Regions from separate parts of the Mus musculus genome. Here regions 1 and 3 are each linked to region 2. The links are chromatin contacts, called in public Hi-C and HiChIP or PLAC-seq maps. All regions are on one chromosome and are shown on one strand. Each heading gives the region's core, a stretch centred on a gene start, on an enhancer-like site or on the middle of the called end of the contact. The rest is flanking DNA. Distances are from core to core; before and after follow the strand shown.

Region 1 (3,304 bases), core at 72-2,571, 180 kb after region 2:
CACCCTAGGAGTACCACGATGTATCATGTAACAGATGTCCTCCATGGTATCTGTGATGGCACAAGTATAGGGGTTTCTGAGTGATATTGCCTAGAATCTTGGCCTGGTTGGCCACCACACATGTGTGGGTGTTAAACTAGCAAGCTGCATTATGTAAACAGCTATGCACTTTACTTTGTAAGTTCCTCCTCAACAAAAGCAGAGTCAAATCCCAGAGGGACATATGCACAAAGCTCTTGCATCCCTGTCAACCACGAATAAAAAATCAGAGCGTCACACAGGTGTCAGTAACAGTTCTCACTTGAGTGTGTGTTTATAGGGTTTAGGCAAGGAATGATGGTGTGTCAGCTCATTGCTGTGACCAAGTTGTGGACAAGAGATGCTTGAAGGGAGAAAGCATTTATTTGGCTTATCGTTTAAGGTGATCATCCTGTTAGGTTGAAACCCTGTATAAGCTGCCCTCCTTCCCCCAGTCCTAATCACACAGAGATCCCCAGATCCTGCTTCGTGAAAACTCCAGGCTAACTAGTCATTCTTCCTCATGCCCAAGTGTTCCTGGCAACCCATCCAAAAGTGTCCATCGAGAAGTTCAGTTTTTGACCATGTAAGGCCTCAATCCTAGGTCCTAGCTGACACATTCCCTCGCCTAAACTCTATAAAATCCCTTTGCTTTAGTCTGGATGTGTGACTTCACTGACCTCCATTGGTGAAGTTGGTGAACCCCCCTAAGAGCTACCTCCGTATAAACCTGCCTTTATCTACTTTTCATCTGGAATATATCTGTGTCCGAGGGAAGGAAAATGCCTGTCACATTCCATCATGGTATGAGGGATATGGCAAGAGGAAGAGGAGGCAAGTGGATCACATTGTATCTGCAGTCAGGAAACAGAGAGGATGCAGGAAGTGGGGCCTGGCTATAAGCTTGTCCTGAATGTCCTACTTCTCCTGGAAAGCTCCATCTGTTGCCCAAAGATTGTCCAAGCTTCTGAACCTCACCAGCAGCCAAGGGACCATGTATCCGGACACATAAGCATGAAGGGGATATTTCACCTTCAAATCTCAACAGCTCTGACAGCAGTGCGGGGATCTCCCCAGCCTGGTTCGCTTGATACTTTGTTTCTCATTGTCCACTTTTTTCAGTCCTGTCTCTAACCTGTTGCAGTGACTCCCAGTCCTATGAGTCTTCAGAACTGCTAAGCCTGAATCATACCTGGCTGGCTGAGGAGGCAGCAGCTGTGCCCTGAATCCCAGTGCTACACTCTGTGTGCAATGCATGAACCACTCAACTTCCCAGGAGTACTGCATTAGGCATCTTGCTTCCCTGCAAGGCCCATGCTACCAGCACCATGGGCTACCACCACCTGTGCACACTAAGGTCTCTGAAAAATAAAAGTCCTACTGTTCTCTGAGAGAACTCTCTCTCCCCAGGAGCTGTTTAACCTCTGTGTATGGAAGACCTGGCCTACCAGAAACACTCAGACCTGAGCCTGGAATGTGTGGGGGGAAACAGGAATTTGCAATTTACTGCTTAAACTGAATCTTTAAAAAGTTATTGCTGAAGGCCGATTGCTATGTACACACTGGTGCTGTGGCAGGAGAGGAAATGGGGGGGGGGAAGAGAGGAGAGAGGAGGAGGGGGAAGGGAGAGGTGAAGGAGAAGTGGGGGAGGAGGAGGGGAAGAGAGCAAGCTGGGGGAGCATCAGGAATTCCAATTAGTTCTGTGCTCAGGGATGAGTAGAAATATTTGGCCCATGATGTGTTGACATGAAACTGTTTGTGCAGTTTCCCTGTGGGAATTCAAGCCTCAAGGATGGAGCCCAGTGGCTCATTTTCTGTCCCTCATTAGAGTCCTGTGCTGAGAAACTGGGGCCTCTCTAGGGTAGATGTGGTGAAATACACCCAAGTGTATATATGTGAGTACTTGGTGTGGGGTAGAGAAGGATCTGCATATTTTAATGCTATCTGGATTGCTTGGCAATACAAACGGACTCCAGTTTGCTTAATTAAGGCAAAAGGGTAGACGTACTGCAAAGTCCATAACTGGTTCAAGCAAATGTAGACTACTTCAAGACCTGAAGTGATCTGGGAAAACTGAACAGCCATGGCTGGGGTTCTCAAGCTGGTGACATGGACAAAAATACTCTTATCGAGTGCTAGATAGTAACACTTGCCCTTACCGCCTTATCTTACTCAGACCTTGCAGTGCAGAGGTAAAAGAAATTACACAAAGTTAATGGACATGTCTGTGTTCAATAAAACTTTATGTACAGAACAAATCCTGGCAGGATCTAGGACTCAGGTAATGGATGTGGCTCAAGACTGTAGAGAAGTTGGAGAAGAAGATCCTGGCTTCTTCTAGGAAGTTCCCTCCTACCCTTCCTTAGTCTTGCCCCAGCACTCTACTTCCATATAAGGGTTATCATGATTGATAACAGATAGACACTGCTTGACTTAGTACTGTAGGCATATGGTAATCAATCCATGGCCTTGCTACTGGTCTGAGTAATACAGTGAGTGAGAATGAGATGTCCAGCCCTCTTTCTGTTCCCTTGTTCTTCCTCTAACTTTTCCATGACCCAGATCAAGGAAACTGAGATTCTGATCAACTCAAAATCCAAGAATTTCTCCCCATGAAGCTATACTAGATTGAGACAATTCTATGTGGAAGAGCTGCTTAGTTCTAGGGAGTATAAACCGGAGTGGCAGATAAGTCATCCCCTGGTTCCCAGCAAACCCAGGACCAGTGAGGAAGGTAGAAATGCCACCAACCAACATAAGCATATGGTATGCCTCATACGGAGACGGAAGCCAGGGTGTGCCTGAGGCACAGAAGGTAGCTCAGGCCTGAGGTAGGAGCTCCTGGTTCTGTCTGGGACAGTTTGGAGGGTAGTTGAAATGTGATCCAAAAGAGATAGACACCTGCCACGTTGCAGAAAATGGAAGACTCTGGTGCATTCAGGAATAACTTCGATGCTTCATATAAGATCTAGACACTTAGAGACAGGCTCAGAGCAATATCTTCATGCTGTCTCAGTAGTTGGGATCCAGTGGTAGATCCAGTTGTTATAGTTGTTATAGTAGGTAGGGATCTGGCTTTTTCAGGATGATAACCATAATCTCCGGAGACACGTAGTCATCACTATGTACAGATTGTATCTGAGGCCAGATTCATGTCAACAATAAGTCTGTGTTCTAATTGTAGGTCAGGAACCTGTATTTGTCACTTGGGGACAGTCATTTTATTATCATGAATTCAGTTAGCACAACATATACAAGGGTTGACTCAAATCTATCTCCAGAGCTG
Region 2 (3,236 bases), core at 646-3,145:
GTTAGCATCAACTACAAGTCAGAAGCGGTGGCAGAGATCGTCCCCTGATCCTAGCAGTCTTTCTGCTGGGGAGCGCCCCTCACCTGCAGCAGGAAGGCGTGGGCGCTCCATCTCACCACAAGTCCATGGAAGCGTGGGGACCCGAGACAGTGGTAAACTGGGAGAGGACAGGCTTTACCCATTAAACACAGAGAAAGTCTGGCAAATGCCTGATGTAGCAACTGTGCGAGCTTGTTCCTGTCCTGGGGGGTGGGGGGTGGGGGAGGGTCACTAGTGTCTCCGGGAGTCAATCAGCTTCCGAGATGGCTTGACCATCCCAACTCCCACCCACTCGCACGCTTTTGGGCGCGCACATGTCTCTCATGGAGCGCGCCACCAATTCCTGCTGGAGGAAGAAGCTGGCTAGGACCCTTGTGCAAAAGGCTGGAGAAACTCCAGGTTCCAGCAGATGGATGGAGGTTCGGGCACCTTTTCTGAGACTCCACGGTGAAGCAAGGCGAAGGGCCCCACGCTTTACCTGTACTACGAGGCAGGCACCGGGAGACTTAATCCCCTTCTCGAGTTCAGCCGCGCTGCCTCCCGCAAGGTCACACTCAAACACCCACGCGTAGAAAAACGAGGGCTGAAAGTTGCTTGCGCAAAGGTCCGAATCCCGAGCTAATAGTACTCCAACCAAGTCGCTTTGTCCGGTGTCACCATTGCCCACCCCGTGCACATATCAAAGCAGCAGACCATGCCCTGCGCAGGTCACACTACAGAGATGCAGACTTTGCTAACTTTTGTCCCATTATTTCTTGGCAGCTGCGGCGCCTAACGGGTTTGGAGCAGATTCCAAGTTTAGACTTTCCACCGCCACGCTCACTTTGACCACCCTCATCTACCCACTTTCTGACACACCGCTTTTTGCTGTGCTGTCCTAAGCTCCAACTTCTCCCCGAGATCCGAAACGGGGCGGTATTAGAGGTGTCCCGGGGACCAACAGCCTCCTCCCGGGTCCGCGCCTGCCCACAGCTGATCGGGAGACTCCATCCGGACACTGTCCAGACCTCTGGTCTGGAAAACCAACGCTTTCCAAGCGTCCCCAGTGTCCCAGCCCGAGACCTCCGCTTCTCTAGAGAGTGGGGACAATCTGCGCCTGATGGAGTCTCCTACCCGCGGCCCGGGCGGGGATCCACTGCGGTGCTGGGCGCAATGTCACCACGGCCGCTCCGGGAGCCACTGCTACAACTGCCATAGGCTCTTCACTGAGCTCCGGCAGGCTCCTCCAGTAAGTGCCAAAGAGCCTGGAGCCCCAGAGCTGGAGTCTCCTCCCTGACCCGCAGGTAGAAGACCACCGTGGCGGAGACAGAGATCTCTCTCCTTGTGTCTCCCTCTTGGCGCCTAGGGTCTTTGGTCCCATTTCTACTGTTACACCTTTCTAGTCCCTTTCCCACCCCTTCTGTGCCCGGGTCGGGACGATCACCTCAGTACTCAGAGAACACAAGCAACATTTCTCCAGCCCCAACTCGCGAGGGGGCGCCGTCCCTGGGGCACCGGGACAGGGACCAGCTGGGTGCGTACTTACCAAAGCCAGAGACACTCCGGACTTTGGGGGCACTGAAGAGGTTCAGAGAGGTATCTAAGGAGATGTGTTCAGGATACTTACCCAGCCAGCTCAAACCTCACGCTCCTTCTCTGCCTCCTCCTCTCTCCTCCCTCCGGTTTAGGGCTCTTTGTCTTTGCAAAGTGTCGAAAGTGTCTGGCATAGTGGGCTCCGCCGGCAGAGGTTAGCGCCGGAGAAAAGGGAGGCGGGGTGAGGATGGGAGCCGCCTCTGGAACACCTTCCCCCGGGTGTAACGGGAGTGAGAGGCGGGGCGTCCGGGGAGGAGTCGCTTTCGCCCGCCCGGTCCCAGCCGTGACTCCGGCGCGCCCAGCACGGCTCTTCGGCTCTAGGTTCCTCCCCTTCCTCCGCCCAGCGCCCGCCCCTTGGCGCTCGGGCGCCCCCCTCCGCCCCTCCTGCCGGCCTCAGCTCGGCTTTCCTCTAGCTTGGGGCTTCCTGCAAGCTCAATATAGCTCAGCCAAGCCACGTGGACAGCAGCGGGCTGGGTGGAGGCCGGACCCGTCTGAGAGACGCCGGAGGAGGCAGCGCGGGAACAATATCACTGCCTCAAGAGAGGGATCTGCGGGAACAGCTGGCGAGGCTAGGGAAGAACTCCCGAGAGGCTCGAAGCCCGTGGGGTCAACCCGAGGGACGAGGCGTTGGGCGTGCACCGAGAGGATGTGGCTGGCGGTGCCCAGAAGAGCCCCATTCAGGGTCGCAGTGGAGAGAGAGGGCGATCAGGCAAAGCCACCGCTTTTTCTGAGGGCGTGGGACTCGAGGTGGGATTTAGGTAGGCTTGGGGAGGGGCACCGCGGGGTTAGGGATTGCGGTGTCTGTGCAGCCAGGACTGGGAGCCGCAGAGCAGGTCACTATAAGCATCCACATCCCCGCCCTTCCCGTCTACTCCGCCGAGGGCCTTTCCTTTGCGGATGGATAGACAGCTTCGCAGACCAGCGCTAAGCAAAGGCTGATAGTGGGAATCAGAGTTAGAAAGGTCCCCAAGGCAGCCTGGGGATGGGGATTTGGTTTAGGTTAGGGTAGAAGTTTTTCTGTTTTAATAGGGAAGTGAGGGTACGGAATTTAACGTGTGTGGGTCGTAGATCATAAATGGTGGATTTAAAAGGCATTTCTAAGATCTGGTTTGTCAGTGGGTATCCTCTCACTGGAACTATCTCATCTACAACTTTTCCGTGGAATGTTAAGAGGAAAGACGGTGTGCGCAGGAGTCTCTCCGTTTTCAGTTCTGGAGACTTCTGGGGACAAGCCTTTGCAGTGGGGGAGGCCAGAGCTGCCTGGCTGTTTACTCACTAGAATGAGGCTGTAATGTTGGGGCGAATTTGCGGCACTTCTCCATTACGGTGTGATCTTGGGCTCTTTGGGCCATATCCACTGTTTCCTAGGTTTGTGTTTCCACGTACTCCCTTGCAAAGGGCCCTGGTCCCAGCGTTCGTTTGCTTGGGTTGTTGTACTGAGCAAGTGGATACAGGGCTCTTGAAACTGCCCTTGGCATCTAAGAGCTCACTCAATCCAAGCCAGCTTGTGGAAGGAGGAAGGAGTGGGTTTCAACTCTGCTTCTGGACTGCCTAGATAGGGTTGGTACACTGTGTAAGTTCCGAGGAAGTAGAAGAGAAATTGTTAAAAGGGAAGAAGTGGAGGA
Region 3 (3,088 bases), core at 20-2,519, 230 kb after region 2:
TCTGCCAGAACGACTTTTTCTATTCCCCTTGTCTGATTAATGTCCCCTTTCCACCCCCTCCTCTTGGTGTCACATTATAAGGGATTTGCCCCACCCCCAACCTCCCACTGGGTCTGGCTTCTCACTTAGCAATGCAGCTTCCTTCCTAATGGTGGTCAAGGCTGTAGTCGGACACTTGCCTTCATTGGTTAATTCATCGGACTCTACGCATGCAAAAACAGGGAGAGCTTGTCTTCTTTTGATTGGTTTTGCATCTCTGCCACCTAACCCGTAGTGTGGATTTAAAAACTGTCTATTGAAGAATTGAGTAAACAGGAAGATGTAGATGTGTGTCAGTTCTTTGTATGTGGTGACAGATTCCATGTGAGCTGGTCCCTAAATCCATGCATAGGGCAAGGGGGACAGGGTATTATGATCACAGCCAGGATCAGGATCCTGAAAGTATGGATGGCCACATCAAAGACTTCACAGGTCATCATTGTGCCAAAGTGGTCACAGACACTGTGTGAGCAAGCCTGGCTGTGTTTTAGTAAAAGCATATTTATAGACTCAGTGACTTGAATTCCACGTCATTTATTTGTATCACGGAATATTTTTCTTCTTCAAACTTTTGTCTACAACTGCTTAAAATGTGAAAATGGCTCTTAGACTATGTCAGTTGTACAAATATAGGTTGCCTGTTAGATTCAGGCCATAGGCTGATCCCTAGTTGATGCTCTTGCTATCTACCCTCGGGTGTTTCCTTTGACATTTTCCAGAAGGTCACACTCCTTGCCTGCCTCTCATTATTTCTGTGACCCGTAGAGTGCTGCTCAATATTGGCTGTTCAGGAACATAGTGGTTGGGTTAGCTGAGTACAATGGTGACCTCTGAAGGTAAAGTGTAGCTCATGTATGAGCATTTTGGGGGTCTTGGACATGCTCCTCCAGCTGTGGGAATGTAAGGATGTCTGTCTGTGGGGGATGAGAAAGATACTGATGGACAGCAAAAGGATATTATCAAGGTGAGAAGGCAGATGCCAGAATCCCAGAACTGTGGGCAGCCTTGGTGGGGGGCTGTCTGTCTTCTCATCTGTTTGGAAAGTCTCATATCCATCCCCAGAATTGAATTATATTGCTTTCCCCCAGCGATACCTCATGCTTGTGAAACTCAGCCTTTTTTCCACACCATTCATTTTCACCAAATAAGGCTTGACATTTGTGAAGGGTTAGTGAAGATAAGACTCAGGGTGGAGCAAAAGGATGTGAGAAGGGTTACCACATGCAGTGTGTGGGCAAAGATCACAGATGACATCTGTTTTCAAAAGGAGAAGAACCCAACCAACCAGTTCTCAGTCCTCTAAACCTGATTCTTTTGGTAAATGCCTACAGTGTATGTGTGTGTGTGTGTGTGTGTGTCTGTGTGTGTGTGTGTGTGTGTCTGTGTGTGTCTGTGTGTGTAAAACCTGGCAACTCCAGTTTGCTTTGTATTTCACTGTCTTTTTCTCACAAGTGCAATTAACCGTGGCCACCTATGAATATTTCCCTGTGGGACACTTGGAAGTCTGTGGCCTTCTTCCATGTCAATGGCCACTTCTATTCAGCATGGCATGCTTTCTCACAGGGATCAAATTTGACTTCTGTACAATTACCAGCTCTCTCCCTGTGGAAACAGACATGCTAGCTTACATTTTCTTATTTTTGCTTGCTTTCCTGCACTTGTGTCCTGTGCAGGAGAATCTGGTCATATCAATTACCTGACCCAGGGACTAAGAAGAATGAAAATGTTTAGGAGATGGTTGTCCCCAAATTCAACCTACTGATGCCATGAAATTTCCCCCTGGGAAAAAAATGGCTAAAATGGTAAATTTTAAGTTTTACCATAATAGAAAGTTGATCTTTGTCCTAGTTACTTTTTTTTTCTTTTTCCTTTTTTTTTTTTTTTTGCTTAACTTGTTCTAGTTACATGGTCACTTTTATCATCCCTGGACCAAATACCTGACAAGAAGAAGTTTAAGAAAGAAAGGGTTTATTTTGCCTTATAGTTCTGAGGGTGGGGGATACAGTCCATTATGGTGGGAAAAGCATGGTGACAGAAGCCAAAAGTTGGCTGATGGCAGTGACTGACAGCCAGGAAGCAGAGAGTGAACAGGAATTGGGTCCGGTTAGAATGCCTTGACATCTCTTCTAACATTCATAATCTACTTCGAGCAAAACTCTGCCTTCCAAAGGTTCTACAGTATTCCAAAACAGTAAAACCCCCTGGGGAGTAAGTGTTCAGACACATGAGCCAACAGTGGGTAGGGGACATTTCACATTCAAACCACAGCAGTTCTCAATGACCACAGAACAACTTTATAAGAATAATAGGGATCGGAGATATAGCGATATCACAACAGTTGAAAGCATTTACAGCTGTTGCAGAGGACTCAGATTTAGTTATAAGTACCCATATGGCACATTCTAACTCTATCTCCAGTTCTAGGGGATCTGATGTCTTCTTATGTTCTCCGTGAGCACCAGGGATGGCATGTATGTGGTACACATACATATATGCAGAAAAAACATTCATACACACAAAATGAAAACAAAGAAATCTAGGAAGACCATGATAGGAACCCACTGAAGATTTTGTACCTCTGTATTAGTTAGGATTTCATCACTGTGACCAAAATGTCAGGCACAAACAACTTAAGGGAAGAGTTATTTCTTTTGCATTATTAGTATTTGGAATAATGGTGGGGAGAGCTTGGTGGAGTAGTGTTCTTCATATCATGATGCTCAGAAAGGAGAGAAAGGAGAATGTTGGTGTTCTCTGGCCGTCTCCTGCTACCCCCTTTTATTGTCTAGAGGCTTTCCAGTTTGTGGGATGGTGCAACCACATTCAAGGCAGGTGTCTACTTTATGATTAATCCTCTCTGTGAATGTCCTCACAGATAAAACCAAGAATGTGTATTATCTAGGTGATTCTTGGTTGATTATAAACTCTTTATTTCTCATTCCACCTGTTTTCCTCATAGTTTTAGCACATGTATTTGTTGCTGGGAATAATGTATTATGTAGTTAATCATGGCTGCATTTTTTATGATTCCCAGGGAATATGCCCGATT

The links. A called contact is a pair of places that touch in the nucleus more often than the background predicts. HiChIP or PLAC-seq counts read pairs in DNA pulled down with a chosen protein or histone mark.
Region 1: a contact with region 2 is called in an H3K4me3 HiChIP or PLAC-seq map of embryonic limb bud, with 4 times the contacts expected there. The contact joins the enhancer-like site here to the promoter of St3gal1 in region 2. A contact is called at or near these places in 2 of 39 promoter capture datasets (the 3T3-L1 cell line and hippocampal neurons), 3 of 15 datasets of contacts at CTCF or cohesin (CD8 T cells, large pre-B cells and pro-B cells), 15 of 484 Hi-C or Micro-C datasets (the AML12 cell line, the C2C12 cell line, Sertoli cells and 8 more), 17 of 115 datasets of contacts at active chromatin or transcription factors (the HPC-7 cell line, the NIH/3T3 cell line, the SCID.adh cell line and 13 more) and 1 of 9 other capture datasets (embryonic stem cells).
Region 3: a contact with region 2 is called in a Hi-C map of CD8 T cells, with 2.9 times the contacts expected there. The contact joins the enhancer-like site here to the promoter of St3gal1 in region 2. A contact is called at or near these places in 4 of 39 promoter capture datasets (the C10 cell line, hippocampal neurons and liver), 3 of 15 datasets of contacts at CTCF or cohesin (CD8 T cells, the NIH/3T3 cell line and large pre-B cells), 53 of 484 Hi-C or Micro-C datasets (3T3-L1-derived adipocytes, the AML12 cell line, the BV-2 cell line and 34 more), 34 of 115 datasets of contacts at active chromatin or transcription factors (the 230-238 cell line, CD8 T cells, DN3 thymocytes and 27 more) and 3 of 9 other capture datasets (adipose tissue, embryonic stem cells and liver).

Annotation. Positions count from the first base shown.
Region 1 is chr15:67,359,755-67,363,058 of GRCm38.p6, forward strand. The region is part of intron 7 of 1700012I11Rik (RIKEN cDNA 1700012I11 gene); the gene reads left to right. Among named protein-coding and RNA genes, the nearest start is that of 1700012I11Rik, 130 kb to the left of the region's middle. Within about 2 kb of position 1,322, at least 32 of the 459 cell types and tissues checked have an H3K27ac peak or open chromatin away from gene starts, as enhancers often do. A contact at or near this core is called in the HPC-7 cell line, Sertoli cells, embryonic limb bud and 1 more, where this site is marked.
Region 2 is chr15:67,174,987-67,178,222 of GRCm38.p6, forward strand. It overlaps St3gal1 (ST3 beta-galactoside alpha-2,3-sialyltransferase 1), which reads right to left and starts at 1,896. Exons shown (of 9, transcript NM_009177.4): 1 at 1,646-1,896.
Region 3 is chr15:67,408,957-67,412,044 of GRCm38.p6, forward strand. No RefSeq gene overlaps it. Among named protein-coding and RNA genes, the nearest start is that of 1700012I11Rik, 180 kb to the left of the region's middle. Within about 2 kb of position 1,270, at least 59 of the 459 cell types and tissues checked have an H3K27ac peak or open chromatin away from gene starts, as enhancers often do. A contact at or near this core is called in CD8 T cells, DN3 thymocytes, ECoMG myeloid progenitors and 12 more, where this site is marked.